2 separate regions of the Mus musculus genome follow, and region 2 is linked to region 1. Evidence: chromatin contacts called from public HiChIP or PLAC-seq data. All regions are on one chromosome and are shown on one strand. Each heading gives the region's core, a stretch centred on a gene start, on an enhancer-like site or on the middle of the called end of the contact. The rest is flanking DNA. Distances are from core to core; before and after follow the strand shown. Region 1 has its middle 43 kb from the start of Gm41559. Region 2 overlaps Btbd9 (BTB (POZ) domain containing 9).

The links. HiChIP or PLAC-seq counts read pairs in DNA pulled down with a chosen protein or histone mark.
Region 2: an HNF4G HiChIP or PLAC-seq map of pancreatic cancer cells shows a contact between it and region 1. The contact joins two enhancer-like sites. A contact is called at or near these places in 2 of 115 datasets of contacts at active chromatin or transcription factors (embryonic basal ganglia and pancreatic cancer cells) and 1 of 9 other capture datasets (embryonic stem cells).

The regions. Positions count from the first base shown.
Region 1 is chr17:29,929,168-29,936,477 of GRCm38.p6, forward strand. No RefSeq gene overlaps it. Among named protein-coding and RNA genes, the nearest start is that of Gm41559, 43 kb to the left of the region's middle. Within about 2 kb of position 5,249, at least 18 of the 459 cell types and tissues checked have an H3K27ac peak or open chromatin away from gene starts, as enhancers often do. A contact at or near this core is called in pancreatic cancer cells, where this site is marked.
Region 2 is chr17:30,546,898-30,554,345 of GRCm38.p6, forward strand. All of the region lies in intron 1 of Btbd9 (BTB (POZ) domain containing 9), which reads right to left. Among named protein-coding and RNA genes, the nearest start is that of Btbd9, 26 kb to the right of the region's middle. RefSeq lists an enhancer at 1,643-5,653. Within about 2 kb of position 4,029, at least 60 of the 459 cell types and tissues checked have an H3K27ac peak or open chromatin away from gene starts, as enhancers often do. A contact at or near this core is called in pancreatic cancer cells, where this site is marked.

The sequences.
Region 1 (7,310 bases), core at 3,999-6,498:
CGGAAAGGTGAGGCAGGCTCTCCCTGGGCTGGAGACAGGACAGGGACAAGCCACCTCTTCTCCTTCAACTACTACCCTAGTACTCCCGCCAGGTAGTCCCTGAGGCAGAAGCTGGGTGACTAGTTCAGTGAAGGAAGCCAGGCCCATGAAGGAGAAGTTATGTTTTCCATGGGTGTGTCTCCATCTCCCATAGAATGTGTGTTCTATAGGCTCTGGCCTTCAGGAGGCCATGTCTGATGGAGGAAGGTTTGGGGTGAAGAGGCGCGAGCACCAGCCCATCTATAGAAGAGGCTGCACGCTGTGAAGACCTCTCTTCACTGGCTCCCTCCCCACCCTACATGGAGGGACCCAAGAGAAGGAGCTCAGCCGTCTCCCCCCTCCCCGCAACCTCACAATCCCAGTGTTGAGGTGAGGCCTAGTGGGTGCTCCACAACCTTTGGTGTTAACCTCCTGCCCTCCTGCTTCCAGATGGCTCATCTGTGTGATGGGGGGAGAGGGGCAGGCATGTCTCCGGCTAGAGCCTGCTCAACAGCATTCTGACTGCCCACTCAGCCCATTCCTATGCCCCTGAATGAGAGAGGCTGGGCACTACAGAAGCCTAGGGGCACTTCCAGTGGCCTAATTTGGGAGAGCTATGGGGGGTGAGGTGAGGTTGCTCTCTGACTCCTCAGGAGGGTAGGACGAGACCTGGTACTGCTCTTCACAGTGGGTTGTACAGGGTCCCCACGCTCAGGTGTGAATCTCCCTCCTCCAGTAACACTCCTAAGCATGCTCCCCTGCTCTTTGGTGCGGGGAGGGCTGTCCAGCTCTGGGAATGGTGCCCCTAATAAAAGGTATTCACTTTTCCGGTGTTTGGCAGTCACCAGCTCCCTGTTCTTGTGGCCAGGTAGATACAGCAGCAGGCTGAATTCCAGGAAGTAAGCCTGCTGGGGGCCAAAGGAGTGAGCTCTTTGACCAAATGGGACCTTTGGGTCTGGGCGAGCTGTAAGCCTCGAAGGCAGGATGGGCTGCTCCTATTTGAATGATTTTGCAGATTGGAAAAGGCCTTCCGTTCCTCACCCCCTCCTCCTCCTCCCCTTCCTCCTTCTCTCCTTCCTCCCTTTCTCCCATCCTCCTCTCCTTCCATTCTTCCCCCTCCTCCTCTTTCCTTCCTTCCTTCCTTCCTTCCTTCCTTCCTTCCTTCCCTCCTTCCTTCCTTCCTTCCCTCTTCTTCCTCTTTCTTCCCTTCCTCCTCTCTTTCCTTTCCTCTTTCTCTCCCTCTTCCCCCTCCTAGCTCTTCTTCTCTTTCTCCTTCCCCTCCTTCCTCCCTCTCTTCCATCCTCCTACCCTTCCTCCTCTTTGTCCTTTTATGCTCCTCTCCCATCTCCCCTCCCACTCCTCTTTCTTTCCTTCCTTCCTTCCCTCTTCTTCCTCTCTTTCCTCCTTTCCCCCTCTTCTTCCTTTCATTCTCCCCTCCCTCATCCTCTTCCTATCTCTTCTCCTTCTCTTCTTCCTCCTTTTCGCCCTCCCTCTCTTCTCTCTTCTTCCAGTCTTCCCCTTCCTCCCCTCCTCTTTCTCTTTACAAAGATAAGCATTGTTTAAAACAACGTTTTTATTCATTCTCTGAGAATGCCACATAACGTATCTTAAGCATGTTCTCACGCTCCCTTCTGCCTACACAGAGAGATCTCCATGGCTGCTAGCAGAAGAGGCGCACACAGTGTGCACAGTGAAGCGGGTCTTGGTTCCTCGAACATAGGATGCTGAAGGCACCAAAGATCCAGCCTTCTGCCAATTCCCAGATCATCAAACCCTAACCAGCCTTTTGGCCCCGGGAGGATGTCCTTTACCCTGGGACCTGTCTCCAGCTCTAAGTGGGCCATAGAGCATTGGCTATTTGACCCACCCTTTACAGGCCTGCCTCGATCAGTCTTCCAACCCATCCATCACCTGCAGTCCTCTACCCCATGGCCTGGGAGAGGACATAGTGTATGGCCTAGCATCTCCCCATTTCAGGTTAGAAGCCACTGTCCCTGGTAGCAGGGTGGAAGGCAGACAGGAAAGCAGATCTGTGTAGCAGCAAAGAACCGGGACGGCTGTCAGGGGGCGATTTAGGGCGATTGCTTTCCGCAGGGCACACGGTTTCACTGCAGCAAATATTTCCTCGGCGTTGCTACAAGATGTGCATTTGGCAAAGCGCAGCGGGCCTACAGGCCCTGCTCTCGCTGGTAAAGTAGGCGGGCGGGCGCAGCTGATGGCGGGAGTAAATCTGAGCTCACAATTAAAATCTCTTTAGAGATTGCGGCCAAGTGACTGATGGATAGGACCCCAGGCTCCATCCGTCCCCTCCACGCTCCCGCGCCAAGACAGATATCGACAGGACTTCATAAATAGCCTCGCATAGGCTGGCAGGAGGTGCGGTTGAGGGATTCAAAGAAAGGGCTGAATGGGGATCTGTTCTGCAGGGGCCTGGGCGAGACGGGGCTCCCTGCAAATCATCTCTGCTGAGTGGGGAAAGTGTTTTATCAGCCTTCTATAAATGAGTGAGTTCTCCTGAGCTTGAATTTTTTGAGACCTCCTGAAACTGCAGGGGGCGCTCTCTAGAATTCTGTCTATCTGGAACATTCCTCTCTTCCCCCAACGCCTATGGTAGCAGAACCCTCCGTTCTCTCCATGAAGGCTCTCCGGCCATCCATCCGTGTGCTAGGCCAGCCCTGTGGAGAAAGCCTATCTCTTGGGCAGCACCACCAATGATGGGTGTCAGTTGACCGACCAGAGGATGAAGAACTTAGCTACCTCCCTGACCACCTAGGGCATCATTGATGCATATTCTGTAGTCTCCCTTCAAACCTCCCTAGGAGATAAAGCCCAAATACCTACCTGCTACTGCTAACTTTCTTCCTATTGTTTTTCCTCCCCTGCCTTCTCCCATGATGATTAGTCATGAGATTACTGAGACTAACTTGAGAGACATGCAGGAAATTACCACAGTACACCACTGGGTGCCTGTGAGGGCTCTGTGCTAACCAGTAATTTTTTTTTAATTTTTAATTTTATGTATGTGAATACACTGTCACTGTCCTCAGACACACCAGAAGAGGGCATCAGATCCCATTACAGATGGTTGTGAGCCACCATGTGGTTGCTGGGAATTGAACTCAGGACCTCTGGAAGACTAGTCAGTGCTCTTAACTACTGAGCCATCTCTCCAACCTGCTAACCAGTAATTTAAGCCACTGGCCTATTTGAAGTTTACTAGACTGGGCCACTGAGATGGCTAGGCAGGTAAGGGAGCTTGCTGCAAAGCCTGGCAACCTGAGTTTGATCCCCCAGGATCCACAGGATGGAAGGAGAGAGCCAACTCCAAGAAGATGTCCTCCGACCACCACACATACGCTATGGCTTGTACGCACTGTTCACACACACAATAAATAGATTAATTAATTAAAACATTCCTTAAGCTGGGCAGTGGTGGCACACGCCTTTAATCCCAGCACTTGGGAGGCAGAGGCAGGTGGATTTCTGAGTTTGAGGCCAGCCTGGTCTACAAAGTGAGTTCCAAGACAGCCAGAGCTATACAAAGAAACCCCGGTCTCAAAAAACCAAAAAAAACCAAAACAAACCAAAACCAAAAAATCTTTAAATTGAAAAGGCTATCGGGAGGGGTGTGGCTGTGGGAGGTGGGGTATCCCTGAGGGTGTGCCTTTGAGGGGTACATCCTTCCTGTTTGTCCCTCTGATGACCATGAAAGGAATCCCTCTGCTTCACACTTGATATTCTGCCTCAGCACAAGCCCAGGAATGCTGAGTCAGCCAACTGGGGATGGACACTCTGAAGCTGAGCGTGATACATCTTTCCTCCTCTAAGGGGTTGGTCTCCGGTCTCTTGTCACAACCGAGAGACAGGAACTGACACGTGCTGCCACAGTCTCTGGGACCCTCCTAAGTCAAGCACGTACCCCCATCTTCTTATCTTAGGGTTTGGTCTGTCTCTGTGTGAGACTGCATTGCATCAAGACATCAGTTCATCTTTGATTCTCAGCTCGACTTGCTCTCCACCCAGTAGCCTTCCCTCTCCCTCCCTGGGCTGCAGGCGACACTACCGACATTGACTTGGCACCAGCACCGTGAGCTTTGTCTCTCACATATTGGTGTCCAGCTTTCCCTGCTAGATAGGAGCCTCTGGAGGACAGGGAGATTGCTTTGAATTATCTCTGGGATCCCCGAGTCCAGCACAGTGCCTGGCACACAATCACTACTTACTGAATAATTAATGGGATGAATGAAGCGAACAAATTAAATGTTCTTGTCAATTACAAGGATGTAGATCTTTTCTTCCCGGGGAGAAAGAGAGAGGTGAGGAAGAGCAGTGGGAGGAAAAAACAACTTGGCTTAGCTTTGTTTTGCAGGGAATATAAAGCATTTCATCGATCTGCCTTTTAAATTAAGAACAGGAAACAGGAAAGCCATTCAATAAATAAAACATAATAAAAACACCTCAGTCCCACAGTATCGCTAATTAAGGGGGACAGAGAGAACAAAGGGGGAGAGAGGAGGAGAAATGAGAGACGCTGAACAAGGATGAAGGGCAGCAAGACAGACAAGGAGATGCAGAGAGGCTACAGGAGGCTGTGGGGCCACTGGGGTATGGCAAGAGGAGACCGCAGTGTGATGGTCCCAGCAGGCTCTGGGAAACAGGGGAAGGCAGTGTAGATGGAGGAGAATTCCCTGCCAACAATTGGACACCCAGAAGTGAACATTCCTTCTGCAGAAGGAGAGAGGCAAAGACACTTATGGAGTCTGTGGATGGAGGGGAAATCCCTATGGCTGATCCGGACCTGTGTGTGTGTGTACGGGGAGGGGAGGGATCTCTGAAGTTGAAGCAAGTGAGGCTGGAGGACTGGGGAGATGGCTCAATGGTTAAAACCAGTGGCTACTCTTGCAGAGGACCCAGGTTCAGTTCCAAATGCTACCACATGGCAACTCACAATCATCTGTAGCTCCGGTACCAGAAGTCCTTCTCACGCCGTCTTCTGACATCCCTTCCGACACAGTGCACATACACAACACGCAAACAAAACACATACACGTGTAAAATAAGATAAATACATCTTCCTTTTAAAAAGACAAGGAAACTGGCGAGAGGAAGTGAGTCACGGGTCGATCAGGCACCTGCATTAGTCATTTAGTCACACAGATCAAGGGCTTCATGTGGCTGGGTATGTTTCAGGGCTGTGGCAACTCTATAGAGCGGGCAAGTATAAGAGAACAAGGCTCAGAGGAGCAGAGGAAATTTCCCAGCTTGTCACACCGGTGTCATCTGATCCCAGACCCCATGCCCTCTGTGTCCCTGTGGAAAAGCCACATGGGGAAAGGTAGTAACAGTTATGGAGAACATTAGTCATAAGCCCTCCCCTTTATTGTCAATTTGGTGGCATCAAGAATCACCTAGGAGATGGGCTTCTGGCCGTAGCTGTGAGGGAGGGGCTATCTTGTCCAAGTTAACCAATGTGGGAAGATCTGCCCACTGTGGGTGGCACCATTCCCTAGGCTGAGACCCTGGACTCTATATAGAAAGAAGTAAGTGTTCTAAGTGCAGAAAATAAACAATAATTGAGTGCTCAGGTGCAAAGGGACACCTGTGTCACACCCCCATCCCAAAGGCTGAAGGATCATCTCAGAGGAAGAGGTGGGGAGGTTGTAAGAGCCAGACATCAGGGAGAACCAGAGCTAAACAGTGTCTGCTGAGCATGGCAGGACCACTACATGCAAAGAACTCGAAGCTCCTGCCGTTACCTGCACAAGAACTATATAAAAATCAAGCCTGTCAACATTCTACCATGGCGTGGGAAGGGATTCTCAGGCTCTCACCCTTAAGCGAGGAGCTGTGGAGAGTCGATGGCTACTACAGGGGTGAAGGCCACAGAGTCATTTTTCTTTAGGGGTGTGACTCCTGGTAAGCTATGTTCCCTCCAGATGTCCCCATATCCAGGAGTATGTTATGTAGGCAGTACAAGTTGGGGTTAATGTGTCATTTTATTATATATATATATTTTTTTGTTTGTTTGTTTGTTTGTTTGTTTTGTTTTTTTGAGACAGGGTTTCTCTGTATAGCTCTGGCTGTCCTGGAACTCACTCTGTAGACCAGCCTGGCCTCAAATTCAGAAATCCACCTGTCTCTGCCTCCCGAGTGCTGGGATTAAAGGCGTGCACCACCATGCCCGGCAATGTGTCATTTTAAAAAGAGGAAATAGGACTGGAGAGATGGCTCAGCACTGATAGCTGCTCTTCCAGATTTCCTGAGTTCAAATCCCAGCAACCACATGGTGGCTCACAACCATCTGTAATGAGATCTCATGCCCTCTTCTGGGGTGTCTGAAGACAGCTACAGTGTGCTTAGATTAAATAAATAAATAAATAAATAAATAAATAAATGACATAAAGTTTGGGGGAGGGAAAGGCGGTGGGGATGAATCTGGAAGGAGTCAGGGAGAAAAATGGGGATGAGTTGTCAAAATATATTACATGAAATGTTCAAAGAGTGGGCTGGTGAGATGGCTCAGTGGGTAAGAGCACCCGACTGCTCTTCTGAAGGTTCGGAGTTCAAGTCCCAGCAACCACATGGTGGCTCACAACCATCGGAAACGAGATCTGACTCCCTCTTCTGGATTGTCTGAAGACAGCTACAGTGTACTTACATATAATAAATAAATGAATCTTTAAAAAAGAAAAAAAATGTTCAAAGAATTATTTTAAATATTTTAAAAGATTTTTTTATTTTTAATCCTGTATATGTGTGTGTGTCTATATATGGGTATGCAGGTTCCCTTAAAGACCAGAGGTGTTGGAGCTCCTGAACCTGGACTTACAGGCAGTTATGAGCTGCCTGGTGTGGGTTCTGGGAACTAAACTCAGGTCCTCTAAAAGAGCAACAAGCACTCTTAACCACTTATCAATATTTCTAGTCTCAAAAAACGGAAAAAAATGTTAAGAGAGAACATGAGCCAAGCACAGGCAGGCATTGTTTTTTGCTTCCTGACTATGGATTCGATGCCATGAGCTGCCTCGTGCTCCTGCTGTCTCGACTTCCCCGACAGGATGGGTTTTATCCCCAGCAGCATGAGATCCCCTAAGCTGCACTGGCTGGGGTGTCTCACCATACATCAGAAGAGCAGCTATGACCCAGAGCAAGAGGAACGGCAGCTCAGGGAGAGCCCTGCAGACAGAGGCAACCTGCCCATTCAAGCTCCTTAGAAATCCTAAGTCTTGATGGTACTGAACTGAGAACCTAGACAGAAGAAGGTGAGATCTCCTACGGGTGGGTCGGGTCTG
Region 2 (7,448 bases), core at 2,779-5,278, 620 kb after region 1:
AGGAGTTGGTTCTCTCCTTCCACCATGTGGGTCCCAGAGATCCAACTCAGGTCACGTGCCACCTCACTGGCCCTGACACTAATTCTGAGTCCATCAAAGGAGATCCCAATAGGACTGTGCCTTTGTAAGAGAAGTCTACACTGCAGGCACCAGAGAAGCCTACTGTCACAGAAATGACTTACACGGGGTACAAGCCGAGTATTTCTGAAGGTCATTTCTAAGGAAAAACGGTAATTATGTTTTAACTGTGTTAACCTGGTCCTCATGCTGTCACACTGTCACCACACATGTAACAACCATGAAACAATCACAGAAATGCAGTCAGCTCCCTTCTCAGGGCTCACAAATGAAGCAGCTAATGTTTTTCTTGGCTGCTGCTGAAGAAATGAGAGCCACACAATACCCTGGGCTATACCGGTGAGTAAATCCAAAGTAACTCACACAGCTGTGACCAACGTAGGGCTTAGGGGATAGGGGTGGGGGCTGCATGGCTATTAAGTAAAAGATGTTTTATTTAAAAAGCATGGCAAGGTCAAGAGCCTGGTGGCAGGAAGGGAACACATTTGAGCCACGACAGACAGACAACACTGAGGGAACGTCATGTACAGAATCTGTCAGGGAGCAGGAGAGATGGTCCAGTGGTTAGAGCGCCTTTCGAGGCATAGACTCTGGTTCTCAGCACCTACACCACTTACAACTCTGGCTCTCTGTAGGCACCTGTACCCTGCCCGATATACTCTCCCTTCTCCTCCCCCTCCTCCCACCTTTCCTGCTCTCAAATTCTCAAGTCTCCAAGTCTCTACCTTGAGGAGAGACCTGGATACCGCTCCTGTAATCCTTCGAGTTCTAAAACTGCACCCAAATTATTATATAGCAGCACAACGCTGGAAGGACAAACTGCTTCTAGGAGCTGAGCTCTGTACACTATCAAAAGTTTATATACACATTTTTAGGGCCCGACAACTGTTTCTAGGAATTTGTAAGGCTATGTAGTTCTAAGTTTAAAAAGTCTAGGGAAAAACTAAAACACCAGCAGTATAGTAAGAGAAGAAGAAAATGAGACGCACTCACTAGCAAGAATGGAATAACCAGCCAGACAAGGTGGCACACACCTTTGATCGCAGTACTCCAGAAACAGAGGGAGGTAGATCTCTCTCGGAGTTCAAGGCTAGCCTAGTCTAAGTAATGAGTTCCAAGTTAGCCATGGCTACATAATTAGACTCTTTGTCAAAAAATAAACAAAAGGACAGAATAGCTCTACAGGTTTTTCACTTTGTTTTTGCAGTGCTGGGGCTCAAACCCAAGGCCTTGTACTTTGACATGCTGGGTAAGCTCTCTACTACCAAGCCACACTCAGCCCTAGCTCTGCACATTCTGACCTGACCACCCAGGTAAATGACAGGAGCAGGCCTCAGTAAGGAGCAGGCCCCGTTGTGTAAGCAGACATGCTTATTAGTATCTATTTTACATACATATATGTGCATGTATATATTCATATTAAGACACTGACACCATGTATGTATCTATGTATGTTTACTTAATTAGTCCAATCCATATTCTGATACCTGGCATGTACACCTAAATACAGACTTAGTGAATTAACTAGACATTGAAAAGAGATCGGAATAGTTAGGCAGTAGAGGCGCACACCTTCAATCCTAGCACTAGGGAGGCAAGGCAGAGGCGGGCAGATTGAAGCCAGCCTGGTCTACAGAGTGAGTTCCAGGACAGCCAGGGCTACACAGAGAAACCCTGTCTGGAAAATAAAAAAAATAAATAAAAAATAAAAAAAGAGAAAGACCTGAACAACACACAACACATTGATCAGGGCAGGAGGGCCTCAGAGAGACAGGAAAGTGACTTAACTGGGAAACTGTGTTTAAAGTCAAAGTAGTTCTGAAGTGTCTCTCTTTCAAATAATAGCCTGAGCTTTTAAAGGGGGGTGGGGGGCCAACAAGGACTAGAGAGGGGCTCAGCAGTTAAGAGCACTGAATGCTCTTCCAGAGGTCCTGAGTTCAGTTCCCAGCAACCACATGGTGGCTCACAACCATCTGTAAAGGGATCCGATGCCCTCTTCTCGAGTCTGTGTCCGAAGACAGGTACAGTATACTTACATATAATAAATAAATAAACCTTTTTAAACGGGGGGGGGGGGCAACAAAAGAGGTGATAAGTTTATCAAAAGGGGTTGGTTGGTTTTCCCAAAGGGAATACAGAGGGACAGAGAGATGGCTCAAAAGATAAGGGCATTTGTCACTAAGCCTAATGACTCAGGTTGGATCCTGGGACCTACACATGGAGAAAATCAACTCCCCTGAGTTGTTCCTGATCTACACACACACAGTGGCACTCAAGCATGTGCATTCATATACGTATCTATATGTATGTATACACACACACACACACACACCCTGTATGAATGTTGGCAATAGATATTTCCAACTGTCCATGGTTTGAAGAACCCTGGTGCTGACAGTGTTTAGTTAAGACAGTGTTTAGTTAAGAATTAGCTACATGTATCCAAACTGCAATCCTTGGGAGGCAAGAACAACCTGCTTCCTGCAAATTTAATGAAGTATAAAACAGGTGCCCCACCTTGTCGGGTCTCAGGGCGTGAATATAAAATCCCAACTCAGCTGCACAAGATGGAGCCTGTCAACATTCACCCTCGAGAAGAGCAGGGCTCAGAAGGCCCACCCTTCCAAGCACTTACAGGCAGGGATGTAATAGTAGGGGGAGGGCTCTGGAGGCGCCACTGTCCTCCATGAGTAGAGGCAGCTAATGACTCCTAGGAAAGGAGACATTTCCTCAATGCTAGGCCCACTGGTAAGTTACCCACACTCCTATAAACAACCCTAATTAAACTCACTGGTTTGCAAAACAAAACCACAGGAGGTAGAAGCATACTGGGAGCCGGATCCTGGGGAGTTGCAGCGGGACTAGAAAGGGCAAGTGGGGGTGGGTATGTTGCATATCATATGCAAACTATATGATATGCATATATGAGTATGTCACGATGTAGGTGATTATGTGTATGTGAATAAAACAGACATAAGTAATTTAAATATCTCCATTATTTAAACTAAATGCTTTAATTACAAAGTTTTCCTTGGGGCTGGAGGGAAGTTAAGAGCACTTTGGCTCTTGGAGAGGACTGACCGGCTACCAAAGGCCTCATTGGGCAGCTCACAACCACGTGGAACTCTAGCTCCAGGCAACCCAATGCCCTCCTTTGACCTCTGTGGCTTATCTGTGCACATCCACAAGATATATTCACAAAGGCACACGCACACAAATATTTTTTTAAGTGAAAGGGGAATATGGTTTCCTTTCCTCTAGTCTCAGTCAGCCCCAATTACTAGTGGCTACTTCCCAGCTTTCTTTTCAAATAGGGTTAAGCACAGCAAAGCACTGTGCTGTGCAGAGTTCCCCACTGTTCTCAGGCTAGACACACTGCAGTACAGGGAGCGCAGTGCAGCCCTCAGAGCCCACACAGCTCAGCCACAGCACTGCAGCACCTCACCACCAAACAAAACTCCCGCTCTCCTGTTCGTGGGGACAGAAACCACTGGTCCTCTTCCTAACCCTTCGGTGCCATTTACTTTGGAGGAGCCTGTGTGCTTCTTTCTAGTGGGCTGAGGCCTCTGGGAGAAACTGAAAGAATGAAAATTGAGAAGGAAGCCATTCACAGGGCTCAGTTCCAGGGATATCTGCTTCTCAACTAGCACTCACGAACTGGTGAAGGCTCACCACACTCTGAGCTAAGCACAGCACAGCCACAGGAGACTCTGAAAGAGGAGGTGACAGTGACTCCTGAATACCAAGAATTCCTCTCTCTTCACTGTGTAGGTTACCCAGAGCTCATACATCAGAAGATAAGTAACTATCCTTCCCCATGACCTCCCTCCACTGTATATTTCACTGTATATTTCAGTATAAGGCATTCACAGTTCCTGGAGTTGTCAAGTCTTTTCCCTAGAAACTGCTGGAGTGGTGGGTGGCCCACAAGTGCCTCTCTACTCTGAAGGTGTCTATGGAATGCAGCCAGAGCAAACAAAGCATACTGAGTAATTCCCTGTTTGGAACGGGAAAGGCACCTCACAACTTCAGGATGATATGAGAGCAAACTTCTCCACTGGTACCCCAACTCCACCTAAACCCCAGTCAGAAAAGAGGAGCTGGAGTTGGGGGGGGGGGCTTTTTTTTTTCAATGCCTCTTCTGCTGGCTGACTCCTCTACAGACTAATGTCTGACTCCTGTCCTCTGAAGCTGCAGTGACAGTGGCCTTATAACAACACACATGGCTACTGAGCTAGTCCTGTGGCTAGTCCAAAGAAAACCACTGTCAAAGCTGGAAATACACATCATATTGCAAAGACTCAGCACTGCACTTCACTCAGCAGATGGGAAAACACTATTCTAGATCTGAGGACTCATCAGTCACTTCCCCGGCTCCCTGTACTTTCTCCTTCACATGGTTCCTGGGCTTTTGCAAGTGCACACAGGGCAGCATCCATCACACCTCTGGAGGCAGCGGGGCTTTAGAACAGGGCATCAGAGGATATCGAAAGTGATGGTGCACGCCTTTAATCCCAGCACTCGGGAGGCAGAGGCAGGCAGATTTCTGAGTTCGAGGCCAGCCTGCGAAAAAAACAAACAGAAAGAAAGAAAGAAAGAAAGAAAGAAAGAAAGAAAGAAAAAAATTTACACTGCCTGGGTTCAAGCCTTGGCAGCACCATTTAATAGGCTGTAGCTTTGGACATATTAGTTAACATCCTCCCAAACTACACTTTTTAAATATTCTTTATAAAGAATTATTATGTCTGTGTATGGGGGAGGGGCAAACGAGTCACAGCATATGGGAGTGGAAGTCAGATAACTCTTTGGGGTCCCTTGGGCTCCAGGGATCTAACAGAGGTTGTCAAGCCTGGGTGACAAGCACTTTACCTGCTGTGAACCATCTCACTGGCCTAAACTTCCCTTTTGTCTTCTACACAATGTAAGTAATAGAGAAACACTACTGTCCTGCATGCAAGGAAACCTCACCCATTTACTACAGTTATGACCACCGCCACCCACCACCAGTACACATGAAAAAAAGGACAGAGCTAACAGGAGCTGGAAAGATGGAAGAAGGGTAGCAACCGTGGCAACTCCAGAGCTGACGCTCTGATTAGTGCCAAAGAGATACAGTGGAAAGGCCCATGTTGGCATATAAAGAACTAAAGAGACTGAAATCAGAGCCACAGACACAAGCTCTATGGAAAAGTCCTGTGTTCGATTTCGATTCACCATCCTCAGTGTTCCCACATAACTCAGAAAACATGACTACACAGGGGCAGAGGAACCAACTGCTGTCCACAGTTGTGTAGGGGCATTAGCTAGGGCTCTGGGCAACCTAGCGACTACACTTGAAGTCTTCTGAACTCCATTCCACCTATCAATGTTCACAGCTCCTACCATGCATACTGCCAAGGAATGGAAACGATCATGCCCCTACATAGGCACTGATTTCGCTGGCCCTAGCCCAGCCTCCTCACGTGTTCAACCCACAGTGGAAGCCAGGATGTGGTACTGCTGGGTTTCTAAGATGCCATCCACTGTCTCCTGTTACCACTGCAGGCATTAGCAGCCAGAGAACTCGTGGACTCCAATTTAGGAGAATAATCGTTGAATGCCTGCTATCTGTTACCCGTTTCTTTTTAGATTATTATATTTATTAATGGGAGGAGTCGGGGACAATTTTCAAGAGCAGGTTCTCCTTCCACTTGTGGCCTCGGGGATCAAGCTCATCGGGTTCAACGGCAATGAGCAAAGCTTCCCCACACCACACCACCCTGCCAGCTCAATCTCATTTCTTTTTCTATCATGTTGGAAGCGGATCTTTGAAGATTCACATTAGCATTATATTTTTACTATATCCTTTTTTAAAATGGACTTGAGGCTGGAAAACCTCACAACTTCCATTTTTTCATGATCCTCCTCAATTATCAGTTATTAAGCAAGTCCTCTCAGGACACATGGCATTATTCCTTGAAATTAATTTTCACAATTACATAGACCTGTACTGGCTGCTAATTCATTTTCAGCTCAAATTCTTCAGATGGAGGCTGAGTCACCATCATCTGGTGGCTCATTACACATGCTATAAAATATTTCACCCCAGCTGTGAAGTTGGCCACAATAAATATGTTTTGTTGCCCTAATTGAGATTTATGATAATATAATAATGTAATTTTAAAGGCCACATGCCAAAGTACTTCCTAAATCAATAAAAAGACTAAGCACTTAACCTATAACACACTAATGTTACATAACACACAATCCTGCAGGTGGCTCTCTGCCCATGTGCACAGGGCCAGTAACAACTCATCAAAGACCTGTCATCAAATCTATTTACTTGATTTATTTTACACTAGTTTTCTAAGGCCGCATACATAATGGAAATTCACTCTGTGATGGGAAAATAAATTATTGAGTCTGCACAACCTGACAATGTTACTATTAAGTTATTAATTCACTGAAAAGGGAAAAATTCTCTTATTTAATTCAAACAAAATAAAAACACACTGATAACTGGGAAATAATCATAGCAAAGGTTCTAGGGGGAAAAGTGTGCTAGGGAGAAGATTATTGGAAAATGCTGGATCCCTCACTACACCCACATAAAGCCAGGCTTGGCAGTGCACCCCTATAAACCCAGTACTGGGGATGGGGCGCACAGATGAATAGACGCCTGAGACTCACTAGAGAGCTGGCTTAGTACTGAACAGTGAGCTCTAGGTTCAAAGACTGTTCGAAACAGTAGCTCTCTGCCTGTGGGTCATGTGATCCCTTTGGGGTTGCATATCTAGTATTTACATTATTATTCACAACAGTAACAAAATTACACTTCTGAACTAGCAATGAAAATAATGTTATAGTTGGGGTCACCACACCATGAGGAACTGTATTAAAGGGTCACACAGTGTTAAGGTCAAGAACTACTGCTGAGAGTGATAGACTAAAATATATGAAGTCACCCTTTGGCTTCCATGCAGGCCTGTGCGTGCGCTCACGTGCACGTGCACACACACACACACACACACACACCCCACAGTTGTTTTTATTTATTTATGTATTTGTTTTTATTTATTTATCTATTTATTTTTTATTTGGTTTTTCGAGACAGGGTTTCTTTGTATAGCCCTGGCTGTCCTGGAACTCACTTTGTAGACCAGGCTGGCCTCGAACTCAGAAATCTGCCTGCCTCTGCCTCCCAAGTGCTGGGATCAAAGGCAAGCGACACCACGCCCAAATGTTTTTATTTTTAAGCAACTTAAAAAAAAAAATAGAGAGAGAGATGTCCAAGTCCACAACTCCTCAAAGGATAAACCTGGAATATGGGAAGGAAGAAGTTCTAGAAATCTCATTTCCCAACTTTTCTGAATTTTTCTGCAGCACTGACT